2 separate regions of the Zea mays genome follow, and region 2 is linked to region 1. A link is a contact called in public Hi-C data. All regions are on one chromosome and are shown on one strand. The core of a region is the stretch at or near the end of the contact, and the rest is flanking DNA. Distances in the headings are between cores, read along the strand shown. Region 1 holds the start of LOC103637642 (transcription factor GHD7). Region 2 holds the start of LOC103637649 (metalloendoproteinase 1-MMP).

Region 1 (5,342 bases), core at 1,531-4,030:
TGCTAGACAACGTGCTGTTCGTTGGGACAACTTAGGCTATAGCCCCTTTGAGTTATCAGATCTGGACTCTACGATCAACGATGATGAGATTAAAAATGTGGTTATGGGGATGCACTCTGAAAAGGCACCGGGTCCAGATGGTTTCATAGGGTTATTTTATAAGTGTTGTTTTGAGCTGATTAAGGATGATCTATTCATTGCTATTCATGATTTTTATAATCATAGATGCAAAAGCCTGCATCTTGTTAATGAGGCAAATATCACTCTTTTGCAAAAGAGGGAAGGGGCTGACAGGATTGACATGTTTAGACCAATCGGTCTCATCAACAGTTTTATGAAAATTCTAACCAAGATTTTAGCAAATAGACTTGCGCCAAGAATGAACGAGATCGTCTCCACTGCCCAGAACGCGTTCATTCAGAAACGATCAATTCATGATAATTTCCTCTACGTTCAAAAAGTTACTCAGAAACTTCATAAGAGCAAACAGCCAGCACTTTTTGTCAAGCTTGACATATCAAAAGCGTTTGACTCCATCAACTGGGCATATTTGATAGAGGTTTTAAGAGCTTTAGGATTTTCTCAGAAGTGGAGGAATTGGATCGCCACAATTTTGGGCACTTCCTCCTCCAAAATCTTAATCAATGGCCAACAAACAAATGCAATCAGGCACATGCGTGGTGTTCGTCAAGGGGATCCCCTATCCCCGTTCCTGTTTATTTTAGCTATGGACCCGCTTCAGAGGATGATTGAGATGGCGGCAGATGTTGGGCTTTTGGGGCGGGTTTTGCCGAGAGCAGCTAAGCTTCGCTGTTCTCTTTATGCTGATGATGCAGGAGTGTTTGTTAAAGCAGAAAAAGAGGATTTGAAAGTTCTGAAGAGGATCCTGGAAGTTTTTAAAGGGTGTTCAGGGCTAAAGATTAATTTTGATAAAACTGAAACTTTCCCGATTTGTTACCCTGAGACTCTCTGGCCAGATCTGATGGATGTGTTCCCTGGCAAATACTCAAAATTTCCGGGGAAGTATCTTGGTCTGCCGCTTCATTTCAGGACTGTTAGGAGAGTGGATTTTCAACCGTTAATCGATAAAATTACTAATAGGCTAGCAGGATGGAAAGGCAGGATGCTCTCTAAGGCAGGTAGGGAAACCTTGGTTAAAGCGGTGCTATCTGCTCAGCCTATTTACCATCTGACGATCTTTCCGGCGCAGAGATGGCTTCTTAAAAGAATTGACAAATTAAGAAGAAGCTTTCTTTGGAAAGGGAATAATCTAGAATTTTGCAGTGGGGGTCATTGCTTGATTAACTGGTCCACAACTTGTCTGCCAAAGAATAGGGGGGGTCTAGGAATTCTAGACCTGGAGCGTTTTGCAAGAGCGCTAAGACTAAGATGGTTGTGGCTACGGTGGACGGTTAAAGAAAAGGCATGGGCTGGCATGCCATTACCATGCGACAAGGTGGATGTAGATCTTTTCAATGCTTCAACAATTGTGACTATTGGTAATGGGAAGATGGCGGATTTTTGGGGTTCCAGTTGGATTGAAGGGCAGGCTCCAAAGAATATGGCACCAAATCTATACAAGAAAGCAAGAAGGAAAAACATCACGGTGTTCAAGGCTCTTCGAAATAATTATTGGATTCGTTTCTGCGCGCCGTTCACTCGGGAGGAGGAAGTGAGAGAATTTGTCTCACTTTGGCATTCAATCAGCAGACACAGCCTTAATGATCTCGATGACACCATTTTTTGGAGATGGTCGGCAGATGGGAACTATAGTTCAAGTAGTGCCTATAAAATTCAGTTCGCAACAAACTTCTGTAAAATTAAAATCAATCCCATTTGGAAAGCAAAAACTGAACCAAAGTGTCGTTTCTTTGCTTGGACTTTGTTGCACAACAAAATCTTAACTGCTGACAATTTGCAAAAAAGGGGATGGCCCTGCAATCATAATTGTTCTCTTTGTTCTTTGTCCCTGGAGACAGTGACTCATCTTTGTAAGGATTGTCCCTTCGCTGTGGAAGTGTGGAGCATGATTTTGTCTTGGGCTGAGCTGCAGTTCCTTTTCGGTATTTCAAAGACGGGAACGCTTAGCGAATGGTGGTATAGACTGAGGATGCTCTGTAGCAAGCATTCAAGAAAAAGTTTCGATGGCCTTCTAATTTATTTCTGGTGGAGCTTATGGGTGGAGAGAAACAACAGAATCTTCAAGGGTCAACAGAGAACGACAGAGCAAGTTGTGCAGATGGTGAAAGATTTTGTGGGTAGAGGTATGGCCTGCTAGTAGTGTCCGGGGGACTGGTGAGGGGGTTAGTTTTTTCCCCCCTTTTCTGGTGCCAGTGTCATAGCTAGGTCTTGCTTGGCTAGTTGTTTTTTGTGGTGGCGCCAGCTTTGGTGCCAGTATTTGTACAGTGTTTGCTCTTTTCGTCTAATATATTGGAAGGGCAATTCTTGTGTCTTTCCATTTCAAAAAAAAAAGATGATAAATGACCCATTGTTTCTGCATTTTGTAGCAGATTGTATGAAAAAAAAAACACAAAAAAAAAGTTATGTAGCTCCATTCTGTGATGCAAAAGTTAGTATTTTTCTGACGATCAAACCAGTACAGCACAAACAACCAAATCGATCCATAGAAGAAAGAACAGGAACACCCATGTATTGCCTGTTGGCAAACGATCCACGCTATGGCCTATGGAGCGACGACAAAGGTGGCTCCGGATCCTCCACGTAAGAATCCCTCGCGTCTCATATCTCTTGCTCCTCTCTTATTGGCCGCATCAGCATCACGGCACGCGCGTACTTATTCTTCTCCCCCGCCCTAGTTCTCTCCCTCTCTTCTCCTCCACACACCAAGCCTGCCCCGCCGATCGAGCACGTCATCATTCGCTCGCCCAGCTCGCGGGAGGAGCAGGAGCTAGGAAGAAGCAAACAAGCAGGCCGGGGGCCGGGGGGAGAGACAGAGTTCACAAACCACACAGGGAAGAGTGGTGGAAGGAGGAGGAAGAGGGGTACGTCAAGAGAGCGAGTTCATTATTCATACGTGCGGCGGCGACATCGTCGCGCGCACGCAGGATGTCGGCAGCGTCGAGCGCCACGTGCCGCGTATGCGGTGGCGCAGGGGAGTGCGCGTGCCGCCACGGCCACGGGATCGGCGGCGCGCGGTGCGGCGGGGTCGTCGCTGTCGCCGACCTCAACCGCGGGTTTCCTGCGTTGTGGCACCAGCCGGAGGAGGAACCCAGTGGCGCTGGCGCGGCGCCGGGGCTGCACGAGTTCCAGTTCTTCGGCCACGACGAGGACCACGACAGCGTCACGTGGCTGTTCACCGACCCGTCTCCCCACCTGCACCGCGGGCCGGCGGCCGCCGAGGTCGGGAACGGGGTGGCCGAGGCTGAGCAGCGGAGGCCGCCGCCGGTGTTCGACGGCGGGTACGCGCACGCACAGTACGGGGAGCTGCCGGGTCACGGCCTCACGTTCGACGTGCCGCTGAGCGGCCGACGCGGCGGCGAGGTGGCCTCCGTGGCGCCGGTTCTGGAGGCAGGGCTGGGGCTAGGCGGTGGCGGTGGCGGCGATCTGGCCACGTCCTCCAGCGCCACAATCGTGAGTGCTTGCGCTTCGGTTCCAAAATCTCTTTCCTGAATCATGATCGCCCCTGGACAAGTCTAATAATTTCAAGATGATGTGCATGCGGTTTGTGTTCGTATGTGCACGCTGAATTAACCGCTGACGATCGATGTGTCCCTCCAGGCTTGCCAGCCACACCACTGCTCGTGCTCGGCCATTTCAGTTTCGAGTAAACATGCATGCATCTTGACTTGGTGCAATCAATCTATCGCGCTAGCTTCCTGTAAAGATTCCGCTAGCGCACGTACATGATTCCGCTAGCTAGCTTAATTTGCATCTTTATATTTATCTAGCTGTTTGGCCCGATTAAAAGTGACTGAAAAATAGTGACAAAAGCCGCTGTCAATTTGTGGTCCAGCGCTCCAACTAGTAAAGGACTACGGAGGAATAGCTAGTCCAAAACATGAACCATCATGTGACTAAGTTTTCCTGTTCGTCTCTACCTATCCAATAGGATGAAGCCACATTATTATCAAAGCTTGACTGTGTTATTTATCTAAGAAGAAGGTACAGAAACTGCAAACCATGCATGCATACATACTAATTTATAGTATATAGGCAGATGGATGGGAACAATCATGGAGAACATCAGTTAATTGCAGATTTACATTTGATTTTATTTGTTCAGAGGCTACTGACTTACTGAGAACACTAAAAGGACATTTGATTGGATTTACAAATGAACTCGAACAAAGGTCCCTGCCCAAATGCAAGTTTTTTTCCTGTCTCTTCACCCTTCAGTATCGCTATCTTTCTGTCGACATGAAAACCACAACGCAATTTTCTTTCTTGCTTGCTTGCACCGTCTGTCTATAAACATGCTCACGCCGGAGTGTCTTGAAGATAACCATGGCCACCAGGCAGATCAACTCTCATTTCATGTGTGGTTCTACAATATTGATCCCAACTTCTCGTGTTTCTATGTTCGAGTAGTGTTAATAGTGTATTCGGCACGTCCTTTTCAGATGTCCTTCTGCGGGACCACGTTCACAGACGCGGCGAGCGCCGTCCCGGGCGACGCGGCCGCAGCGGCGCCCAACGGCAGCGCAAGCGGTGCCGCCGACCCGGCAGTGGACCGGGAGGCGAAGGTGATGCGGTACAAGGAGAAGCGGAAGAGGAGGCGCTACGAGAAGCAGATTCGGTACGCCTCCCGCAAGGCCTATGCAGAGATGCGGCCGCGCGTCAAGGGCCGCTTCGCCAAGGTGCCCGACGGTGAGGCTCCGTCGCCACCGGCGCCGGCCGCAGCATGCTACGAACCAGGCCGGCTCGACCTCGGATGGTTCCGTTCATAGCAAAGAGGCCACTGGTTAAATTCTTTTTTTTAGAGTGTGTAACGTACAGATAAACTACAAGCTTGATAGGGTGTTTGATTTGAGGAATAAATTAATTTATTATCTTCTCATTTCTCATTATTTTTATTTGGTTTGTGACATATGACCTTATAGTTAGTTACTACTAACATGAGAAATAGGGTAATCCTACCAAATTTAAAGAATAAACTTATGATACACCACTTCATATAGGATAGAGTGATTCCTCAAACAAAACACCCCCTTAGAACTAATTTGGAAGCACCACAATTTCTAAGAAATTGGTTTCTATCTAAAAACTGATTTATACAAGAAAAAAACTAGGTATGCTTGTTTGGAAATAGTTTCTTAGAAACCAATTTCTAACTTTTTCGATACACAAAAGACAAGTCTAACCTTACTGAATATAGGACTAGG
Region 2 (5,342 bases), core at 1,502-4,001, 520 kb after region 1:
TGTTGTACCAACTTTGATCCATCCACTAAAAGCAAAGTTACTCTACTTATTAAGATCTATCTTTTATCTTTAGATCTCATAGACAAATCTGCATTGGTTTAGAAGTTACTTGCTTGGACTTAGCTCTAACCAGGGTTTTCAAACTAAGTTTCACTCTCTTCTATATAAAACACCACGATTTCTTTAAGTTTTTAACCTAGTGAATGCATCCTAGGTGTATCAAACAAGTTGATGCAAGTGCAGATGATGACATGTAAAGATTTTAGTTATTGTAACACTAGGGATGTTACAGCCTACACGATGAGGGAGTTGGGTGAGGCGGAGCCCACGGACGGCGGGTAGTGGTGCTCGAACGAGGGCATCGACTAGGGTTAGGGCTGAGGCTGAGGCTTCCAGCAGGAGACGGTGGCCTCGCTCACCCATGCGGTGTCTCCCAGCAACGCACGTCGAGAGCGAGGGGAGGAAGAAGAGCGAATGTACGGTGTCCTATGGCGGTGGCGGCGTGGAGACACGGTTGGTGGGAAGGACAGCCGCCTGGCTGGCTACCTCACATCTTCTAAGCCCGAGGGTGTGGCAGAGCTCTGAGCTCAGTTAACCAAAGTTTTGGATTCGGAGACCGTGGACGCGTGTCGCGACACCGACTGAGGCCGCACCCATGAAACACGAGAAGCACCCAAATGTGTCTTCTTTCAATAAAAGAGATCCATTGGAATTGTAAATGACAGTTGACTAATGTTGCGTATCTTTTCAGTTTCTTCTGCCACGGTTTACTATGTTTCTTCTATGTTATGTAATGATGACATGGATCATCATAGTATCAGATATCATTCATAGCAGGGTTTAGCTTGATAAGGGAAATAAATATTTATAAAATATCTTCGATTAATTCGTTCCCTCGATTATACTCTCTTTATGTGGCCAATGGATTTCATTCACTGCTAAGCTTAGCAGCGAATGAGCGTCCAGTAAGACTCGCACCAATTTCTGGCCCGTTTGTTTCGTTGGAATTGAATTTCATTTTAATAATTATAATTTAGACAAAACTAATTAAGTTCATATATTTATATATGTAATATATTTCTATATTATCCAAAATCATACGAGAGAGATAGTTATATACTACAATTATGTCATAGCGAAACAATTAGAAGAGTGCGCTATAAGTTGTACATCGGAAAAATAGCATGTAAATCTATAGAATCAATTTTCATCTCTCACCCCATGAATTTGAGATAGACTTATAGGATAATTTTGGAAAGTGGTGGAATATCACATTCTAAAAAAATAGTCTATTCCATTAGTATGATTCCAATTCCTTAAAATGAAAGTGAACAAACGGGACATTATGGTTATTTACACATAAGTACTAACTGACAAGAGCAACTCCAAAAGAAGATTCAAACTTACCCCAAAAATATATTAGGGGAAAAAACTAATTTTGCTGGTTCCAACGGCACCTATATCCACCTCCGAAAAATTTCGCATCCCTCATCGGCGACCTTCGCTCCCGCATATTTTCGCGTGAGCATTCCTCCCCAATCCGTCAGTGCTCCCACGTTTTTTTTCTCACGTGCGCAATTGTCGTGGTCGAGGCGGCAAGCGGCAACGGTGGCCTGGAGAGGAGGTGGTGGCGTTCGAGGATTCGACAAGCACGACGGTCGACCGGAGAGGAGGCGGTGGTGGCCGGTGTGATGCTTCCCGCAAGGGATACTGCTGTTCTCATCGTGACTGTACGTTACAGGATGTGGAGGATCCTACATGGCATTTAGCCGACGATGAAGCTCTGGATTCTGACAGAGGAGGAGCGTTCCAAGATACAAATTTTTTTGGGTCTAAAACCTCGAGTGAAGAAGTTGGATGTCAGATTCACTTTTGCTTCTTGTAGCATGTTAGATTGATTTGTAGGACTAATTATTAAATTAATAATGACGGTGACTGCAAATTTTCTTGCCAATCGTTGTCTTATAGCTAAATGGCAACATGGACATTACAGATAATCAGTTGCTGCATCATTCAATCATTGCACACTGGCTCTTCAAAATAATTTTAGAACACAGTCGCTTGAATAATGTGTGAGTCTATCTCTAATTTTGTCATTCTGCAAGTCTAAATTTGTGAGTCTATAAGACTGAAATGCATAAAAGATGATGTTGAAGAATTTTTATGTTTAGCTTACTGAACCTGATCCTGATGTTGTTTGTCAACTGATGTCTCAAATTAGTTGTAAGAATAATTGAACAAGAGCAGCTAACGTGATTCATTAGTATTTTTCAATTGTTTGCCAGATGAATAACGAAGCACTTTTAGGTACCAATCTTAGATAGGAAGGCACTTCATTGTTCACTCATTCTGTAGGTCTTTTACCGAAAGAAATAAATATGTATGTTGAATTTGTACTTATCTTGTACACATTATGTTTTTGACATACTAAATTTGGCATATTTCAAGGGAACTGTGTTGTTGTATTCATATACTATTTCTAGTGTGTGGTGTATTCGTATACTCCATTTATCCTAATGCATGAGCGTAGGTGTCCTACAACCAGGTTGTGGGAAAATACTAACAGGACTGATGCAAATATGGACTACTACATGCTCTGGGCTTTTTTAGCTGGTCCACTTTTCATTTTAGTTTTCTATTTGGGGAACTGCTGGAGTAAAATCTTAGCCTGCCGCTAATAAGTTTTTGTTTGCCGCTAATAATCAGTTTTGGGGGAAAAATTTTTAGTATCCTTTTGGAGATGCTCTAAGTAGCTCAATGCCTCAATCAGAGACCTTTCGCTTTCGACTTGGCTTTCGTGTGGCAACGTCATTCGACAAGCCCATCCACAATACATCCCATCCTTCACCATCACAGACCCAGAGCCAATCAATAAAAATCTGGGTCAGTTTAAAAATCCGACACCTTTCCTCACTAAAACATGCTTGATCGTACCCGAGTTTTGTTTTTTATCACTTGTCGATCCGAACGAGCGAAGCCCGAGAAACTGCACCTAAAACCATCAGCCGGTGTTCTGCTTCTTGGTGCCCAGTTTGTCTCCGGATTAGCCGTCAAACCCGTCTCTGAACTCTGCTGCCATGTACTACCTTCTAACGACGCATGAAGTCGCTGGTCTTCGCGGACGCCTTTGGCACGCCTGGTTGAACTGAATTGTGACCCGTCGTTTACGTGTCGAAGAACGCCTTTGGAGTCTGGCCAGGAGACGACGAGGTCAGCCGATGGCCAACCGGGGCGCCATCGTCTGACCCGCTTCCCCTATCCGCACCGCAGCCTTTTAGTTTCGTCTCGTGCGGCGAGCACAAAATTCTTTGCCGCCTCCGCGACAACTAGGCCGGCCTGCAACGGGAATAACCGCCCGCCCCGCGCATAGCCTAACGGGGCAGCTTGCTTGGCTCTGATGCTGCCATGTCGCGCGCGCCTCGTATCGTATCGGTGCTGTTCCTGTTGCTTGGCCCCCTCCCCGTCTCCTTGGTCCACGTGACCGCCGACGGGCCCGTGACGGCGACGGTTCACCGGCAGGACGGCACCGCGTGGCGCTCGTTCAAGCAGCTGCTGGACGCGCGGCGAGGCAGCCACGTTGAGGGCCTCGGCGAGCTCAAGCGCTACCTGGCGAGGTTCGGGTACATGCCTGGGGCGGGGGCGGAGCACGAGCCGACGACGGACGCGTTCGACGCGCACATGGAGGCCGCCGTACGGCGGTACCAGTCCATGCTTAGCCTGCCGGTCACGGGGCAGCTCGACTCCACCACGCTGGACCGGATCATGGCCCCGCGCTGCGGCGTCGGCGACGGCGGCCACGCTGTGCCGGTATCCCTCTCGGGGTCGGCGGCGGCGAGCCCGGACGGCGCCGTCAGCCGGTTCACGTTCTTCAAGGGTGAGCCGCGGTGGACGCAGCCGGACCCGCTCGTGCTCACGTACGCCATCTCGCCGACCGCCACCGTCGACTACCTGCCTGCCGGGACCGTGCGCGCGGTGTTCCGGCGCGCGTTCGCGCGGTGGGCGCGGGTCATCCCCGTGGGCTTCGTCGAGACCGAAGACTACGAGGCGGCCGACATCAGGGTGGGCTTCTACGTGGGCAGCCACGGTGATGGGATCCCCTTCGACGGACCGCTCGGCGTGCTCGGCCATGCCTTCTCCCCGAAGAACGGGCGCCTCCACCTCGACGCCGCAGAGAGGTGGGCGGTTGACATGGACACGGAAACGGTGCACTCGGCCGTCGACTTGGAGTCCGTGGCCACGCACGAGATTGGGCACGTCCTCGGGCTGGGGCACTCGTCGTCACCCAAGGCGGTCATGTACCCGAGCCTCAGCCCGCGGGAAAAGAAGGCGGAGCTCACCGTCGACGACATCGAAGGCGTCCAGTGGCTGTATGGGTCCAACCCGGGATTCAGCCTCAGCTCGCTTTACCAGCAGGACTCCTCCATGGCGTCGGGAGGGAGCAGTTGGCTTCCTGCCTCGGCTAGATTAGTTTGTGCAGTTCTGGTCATGCTAGTGACGCACTTGTAGATAGACATGTCTATAATACACAAAAAGGATAAGAACAGAAACAGAATGAAAAAACACAATGATCCTGCTACAGGAGAGAATCTCTTGTGGGATTTTATCTTTGTTTTTGCACACAAATTGTGTGAGACTTGTGCCTCTCCTTTTATAGTTTGGTATTTGGACAGTAAAATTATTACATACATGGCCCATGTAACTGTACATAATCTTATCAGTCAAAAGTGTACATAATCTTATCAGTCAAAAGTGTGGACAAAGTGTTATCTACACAAGATATGTTTACTGGCTGCTACCTAGTCAAATATGAAATGGTGAGATGCAGTCATGCGGGCCCAGCTTCCTCTGCTTTCGAGGATTTATGTGCGACAGTCATTGACATCCCGAACATCTTCTTGATAGTCTTTGTGAAGCATGTCATGTGTTCATCAGAAGAGGCGTTGATGAACTCGTGGATGTGATCTCTCAAATCTGAGACAAATGATGTGCCGGGCACATTTTTTCGGCATGAAGGCAAATCACGTTTTGAACCATGTTGATGTGATCCTTGAGGTTCGGTGGTCATGAGATACTGCAAACAAATGTAAGTCATACCATGAGAAAATCAGCATTCCATCGAGACCAATTTATAAGGCAAGCACACGCATCAAGATTCAATCTTTACAAATTTTAAATAGTAATTTGGCTGGCATTTTTTTAACCGTTATAGTATAAATTAGATATGTTTGGATTTCTAATCCAATGAAGTATCCAATAACCGTAAGTTAAGTTTATGGGGAAAAAATGACGAACAGTGTGAAAGGCTCCAATACGAGTGGGGACTGGTAAGGCCTTGTTCGGTT

The links. Hi-C and Micro-C count contacts between places; a contact is called where the count stands out from the background.
Region 2: a Hi-C map of leaf mesophyll shows a contact between it and region 1, with 5 times the contacts expected there. The contact joins the promoter of LOC103637649 here to the promoter of LOC103637642 in region 1. A contact is called at or near these places in 2 of 25 Hi-C or Micro-C datasets (leaf mesophyll and an unstated tissue).

The regions. Positions count from the first base shown.
Region 1 is chr1:91,373,409-91,378,750 of Zm-B73-REFERENCE-NAM-5.0, forward strand. LOC103637642 (transcription factor GHD7) reads left to right here and starts at 2,781. Exons shown (of 2, transcript XM_008660049.2): 1 at 2,781-3,591; 2 at 4,581-5,022. The coding sequence starts at 3,067. The coding sequence ends at 4,907.
Region 2 is chr1:91,889,539-91,894,880 of Zm-B73-REFERENCE-NAM-5.0, forward strand. LOC103637649 (metalloendoproteinase 1-MMP) reads left to right here and starts at 2,752. Exons shown (of 1, transcript XM_008660099.4): 1 at 2,752-4,770. The coding sequence starts at 3,406. The coding sequence ends at 4,506. LOC100275326 reads right to left here. Exons shown (of 2, transcript NM_001327844.1): 2 at 4,615-5,071. The coding sequence starts at 5,065. The coding sequence ends at 4,826.